Regions from separate parts of the Mus musculus genome. Here region 1 is linked to region 2. A link is a contact called in public HiChIP or PLAC-seq data. All regions are on one chromosome and are shown on one strand. The core of a region is the stretch at or near the end of the contact, and the rest is flanking DNA. Distances in the headings are between cores, read along the strand shown.

Region 1 (2,700 bases), core at 36-2,535, 76 kb after region 2:
GTATTTATTCAATAGAATTTTTATTCAGCCATCTGGAACAGTAACATTACTGGAAAATGGAAGTCATTGCATTGAACATTGAGTAAAGCAGGCCAAACTCAGAAAGACAAATGTGTGTTTTCTCTTACAGGCAAACTCTAGAGGTCAAAACCAGTAAAAGACATGTCTATGGACTTGATCCCAGAGGACAGACACACAGACACACATAGAGAAAAGCTGGGATCGGGTGAGCTTGATTCCTCTCCTGGAGCAGCACCAACAGCCTGGAACCTTCGCACGTATTTTGTACCGCACAGGGGGAGGAGCTAGCTGTTTTGGTGGGAGGGCTCTGTAGAGGGAGGAGCTAGCTGTTTTGGTGGGCGGGCTCTGTAGGAGAGGAGCTAACTGTTTTGGTAGGAGGGCTCTGTAGGTCAGCTCTCTCAGGTTGCAACAATCTGGGAACAGATCCCTACAGCTGTTAGTATTTTTGTTTTGTTCTTTTTTATTTTTTTGCATACTCTTAATGTCTACCCTAAAGAAAGACTTTGCCAGTTTCCATAGATCTGAGGCACTCGCCCTGGTCAATGATACCCATCCCTCAGGGCTTATCTGCCCCTTACATGGTCACTCAGGCCTTTCTTGGTTCCCCAGGAGACATAGAAGTAAAAGGGAGATTTTTTAGAAAGGGGGAAGGGTTGAAGAATATGATCAAAGGACATTATCTGTACGTGCTTTGAATGAGACAGCTCACAATGAAACCTACTGTTTTGTATAATTAATCTATTGCCATCAAAATCATTAGAGAAGCAAGGGATTGCGTGGACTGTGAGTATCAGCAGGCTCTTCCCCTTCATCCTGACAAGCAAAATGAGAGATAAATAAAAGGACTTCTCAAAGAAGACTTCCTAGGAGTCAAGGGGCGATATGAGATCTGAGCAGGTGGGGGAGTAGAGGATCGGGAAGATGATAGAAAGGGAAGCTTGAAGGGGCATCCTACCAGAAACGAGTGTAGGAGATCAGCTGAAGGCTGAGGGCAAGCCCACGCGGGGACATTAGCAACATTTCTCCAGCTAGGCAACAGGGTCCAGGGTCACACCAGCAGGTTTCAGCCACCCCTCCCCCACCCACGCCCATGCCATTTCCTCAAACTCTAGACTACTGTAATCAGGAAGCAAGCATGTAAAGTTGGAAAAAAAAAAAAAAAAGATCAAAGCCCTAGACGTCAGCTGAGAACCCAAGTGCTGACAAAAGAAAGCAGTACGGAAGTGAGAGGAAGTGCAAATGAAGACCATGGGACTGTTCACACACGCAGAGGAGAGACTAGACAGGCACTGAGGAAAGCCCAAGAAGAAAGGGGCGGGGCGTTGACGCAGAGGGCTGGCGAGGGGTCACGGGACTTCCACAAGGGGAGTACCAAAGTCTGGCCTGGTGGGCTCTCTGCTCTTACGGCTCTAGGAACTCCGAGATGGGGTCGGGTGTGGGGTTTGCTTTAGCCCAGGAATGTCTACCTGGCTACCTGGGCAATAGAAGAAGAGAGGAGGAGGACGGGAAGGCGTGTGCATGTGTGTGTGTGCACAAATCTTCCAGATAGAATTCAACCCATAGACTGAAGGTATACCTTGTGTTCTTGGGAATTTTGGTGCTGAAGTTTCTATGCCAAGACAAACTAGGAAATGTCCAGGTATCCAGGAACAAAAAAAAATCAATTGCAACAGAAACAACTCAGACTAGCTTGTGTTCTTTTACAATATCAAAGCTGATAGCTGGGTGTGATGCTGCATACCTTTAATCCCAGCACTCAGTTAGCAGAGGTAAGTGGATCTGAGTTCGAGGCCAGCATGGTTGACAGAGTGAGTTCCAGGGCAGCCAGGGCTACACTGAGGAACCCTGTCTTAAAAAACCCAAACCAAAAATCAAACAACAATCAAAGCCCTTAAACAACAAAGTAATGTCTACAAATCACTGAAGGGAAGGGCTACTGAGGCCGTTACCCCGTCACAAGCTGTCCATGTGATCAGAAGGCATCAGGGAGGAGCTGATGCAGACATATGGGAAGAGCATGTCAGAGCAACCTTACCGACAGAGGGCGGAATCGTCATTTTAAGCAGACCAATAGCCATGCACGGTGGGTCACATTAGTAATCCTAGTACTCAGAGGGCTGAAGCAGGAGGATAACTAGCAGTTCTAGGCAGTCTCAGTAACAGGCCCAGTCTCAGCCCAAACCACCACCATCAATAAAACCATGAAAATGACAAGAAAGACCACAGTGTAAAAAATGATTATTAATGTTTTGTATATATTAATGCTAGCAGTAATTTTTTAACCAGTTTTCCCCCCAAATAATGGTTCAGTGGTTAAAAGCACTGCCTGCTCTTCCAGAGGTCCTGAGTTCAAATCCCAGCAACCACATGGTGGCTCAGAACCATCTGTAATAGAATCTGATACCCTCTTCTGGTGTGTCTGAAAACAGCTACAGTGTACGCATATAAATATAATAAATAAATCTTTTAAAAAAGAGAATAGTTTATTGAACTCACACCCTAATACTGAACATTCCAGACCAGGAAAAAAAAAAAAAAAAAAAAGGTCTCGGTAGCCTAATTGCGGTATTAGTTTGCTCTCAGGGCTGGCTTTTTATAGGAAGAACCAGGTTCAAAAGTTCAAAGGCAAGCAGTGATGCAGTACAATATTTCTGTCTAACTAGACAAAGTATCATCAGC
Region 2 (2,740 bases), core at 32-2,531:
ACTGTAACTCCAGTTCTAGGGGAATCAGATGCCCTCTTCTGGACACCATGGGCACTGCATGCACACGGTACACATACATACATGCAAACACTCATGCACATAATTTGTTTTAAAGAAGCATTTCCAGATTTCCATAGAAAACATTGGGTCATGACAATTTGGGGGGGGGGAGGGGGATGCTGATCAAACTCAGAACCTCACATAGGAGGTTTTTACATTGGGCTACACTTCCAGCCTCAGGATGATATATTCTAAAGAAACACCACAAAATTGCTAACCTAAATTTAGTATCTGCTAAAATGTAGCGGTGAGTTTCGGCTACATCGCTTTGCCTCCTGGCAGATTGCACATGCGCACCCGTTCAGGAGCTATCTTTGGATCTGGGAATGAAATGTGTGTGTGTGTGCGCGCGCGCGCACACACACACACACACACACACACACACACACACACACACACACACTAGCTTATTTTTAAAATGTCTTGGCTATCTCAAAGGCTGGGCAGTCCTAAACCTTCTCCTGCTACCCCAGGCCCAATCGGGAAAGTGGCCAGTGGCCACTTACCAGAAGTCACACGTGGCTGGTTGGCTTTATCTCCTGCCACTTCTGCATCCCAGCCTTCTTCCCCGAATCCTGGCTATTCTCTCCTGTTCCTCTCTGCAGCCTCACCCTTGCAACGCTAAGTGTCCCGCCCCGAGCCCAGCCATTGGCTGTTGGCATCTTTATTGATCGATCAAAATCCAATTGGGTCCAAGGACCTTCAGAGTCTGGTCATGCAGATTCTGGAATGAATCAAAGCCTTAGAACCAATCTCCAACAGTCAAACATATCCTGAGGGTCCCCTGGCTGGTGAAATGGATCATTTATTGGACCATGAGGTGATTGGACTACGAGGGCCGTGACTTAATCAATACATTCATCCACTGATGGAGCCCTGATCTGACATCTTGCTGGGAGATGATGGGGAGAGACTGGATGGAGCAGCATGCTAAGAGTGTGCCTCTGGAAAGATACATTTTGTCCCCAGTCCCCTTCCTCTCTGTTCACTCTACCTTTGTGTTGCCTGAACTGAGCAACGGTAGTCTGCCATGACACCTGCCTCCTCGCTGCCCCAGAGGCAATGGAGCCTGAACTCTTTGAAGGCAGACAAAACTCCTCCCCTCAAAAACTTTGTCACATGGGTGCAAAAAGACAAACGCAGCCATTGTCACCGTCCTGTCAGGCATACACACCAGTTCAGTCTTCACTCTATTGTAAACCTTTCTGGCACCGCCATCTAATGGAAACAGCAAAAGTCCTAAGCAACTTGGCAAGGATCCAGCCAAGCTGAGTTGCATGATGCAATCGCTGTTGTGTCTTTCACTTTCAGTCTTGATCTCCGCGTGTTGCATGCTTGGGAGGGAAAATTCTTATGAATTACTTATGCCTTCTCCCAGGAGTGCTGCTTCTAAGCTTCATCAGGAAAGTCCTGAGCATGCTCCCCTTCGAAACTTTTAGGGAAGTATTCTTATCTGGCTCTACTTGAAGGCCTTCCTTGTGCCCTGAAGGTTGTGACTCATAAAGACGCCAGAGATCTTGTGAGGCTCTGGCTCCGAGATACTCTTGGAACATCTGCCCTTGTCCTTACTTAGGAACCAGAAAATCAGAACAAAATGAACTTTAAAAAGGTAATCAAAGATTCAAAGGTCTAGAGGAGTTGGCAGCAGATCAGATGAAAGCCCTCATTTTACTCTACACTCAGGCATATATATGTGGCATATAAGGCTGGAGGCCATATGTGGTATGCCTGTTGAGGAAAAGATACAGCGACAAAGTATCTCTGTCTTACACAGGGGCTACACACAGATGGACAAAGAGTGGTGCAGGAAGATGATAAAATAATAAGGTGTCAGGACATTTCTTAGTAAAATGAGCTTGTGCAGGTCCACTGTGGTGTTCTATGACCAAGGAACAAAAGAATACCAAGATCAAACACATAAATAATTCTACAAAGGTATAAACATCGCATTATGGCAGAAATTGAATAATAACCACAGCAGCTTTGGCCTGAAGATTTTTCTTGGGCCCAATGATAATTAACACTCGGGTCATTAAAAGTTGATAGTATACTACTCAGGACCTGGCAATCTGCTCAGGCTGGCTTGGAGATTTTCTTTCTGTCTAATGCCATTGAAACGGCAAGAATCTTAAAAGTTGGATTATGGAGTGGATGAGGGAAAATGATTGTAACTGTTCTGTCGTGGTTTATCAATGAGGACTAAACTTATGACCAAGAGGAAGTTAAAACACGTGCCCAGAGACGAAAATGCTAAGATCGATGTTTTGGAAAAGGAATCGATCCCTGCCTAATGAGTTCTGTATAAATAAAGAAGAAACAAATAAACCCTGTGGAGGTTTGACTAGAAATGGCCCCATAGACTCATGTGTTTGAATGCTTGGCCCACAGGGGGTAGTAGTGAAAGAACCTAGTGGGGAAACCCCCACTCAATTCCCGTTTGGTGCCCACCTAAGAATCACAAACAGACAACCATCTTGATGTAAAAGCATGAGGTAGTTTAATGACAGAGCTCCGGGCCAATACATATCTCCCGCAGGAGACAGAGGTGTCGTCCACATGGTGGAGCCATAATGGCGGAGCTCCAGTTCGAAACGTATCTCACACAGGAGACAGTGGTTTCGACCACGAGGCTTGGAAGCTAGGGGTTTTTATAGAAAAGGGGTGGGGTTGGGGGAGGAAT

Evidence for each region. HiChIP or PLAC-seq counts read pairs in DNA pulled down with a chosen protein or histone mark.
Region 1: a contact with region 2 is called in an H3K4me3 HiChIP or PLAC-seq map of the SCID.adh cell line, with 16 read pairs. The contact joins two enhancer-like sites. A contact is called at or near these places in 2 of 115 datasets of contacts at active chromatin or transcription factors (the SCID.adh cell line and embryonic stem cells) and 2 of 9 other capture datasets (liver and pancreatic islet).

What each region holds. Positions count from the first base shown.
Region 1 is chr5:148,494,151-148,496,850 of GRCm38.p6, forward strand. No RefSeq gene overlaps it. Among named protein-coding and RNA genes, the nearest start is that of Ubl3, 57 kb to the right of the region's middle. Within about 2 kb of position 1,286, at least 136 of the 459 cell types and tissues checked have an H3K27ac peak or open chromatin away from gene starts, as enhancers often do. A contact at or near this core is called in the SCID.adh cell line, where this site is marked.
Region 2 is chr5:148,417,925-148,420,664 of GRCm38.p6, forward strand. No RefSeq gene overlaps it. Among named protein-coding and RNA genes, the nearest start is that of Slc7a1, 19 kb to the left of the region's middle. Within about 2 kb of position 1,282, at least 48 of the 459 cell types and tissues checked have an H3K27ac peak or open chromatin away from gene starts, as enhancers often do. A contact at or near this core is called in the SCID.adh cell line, where this site is marked.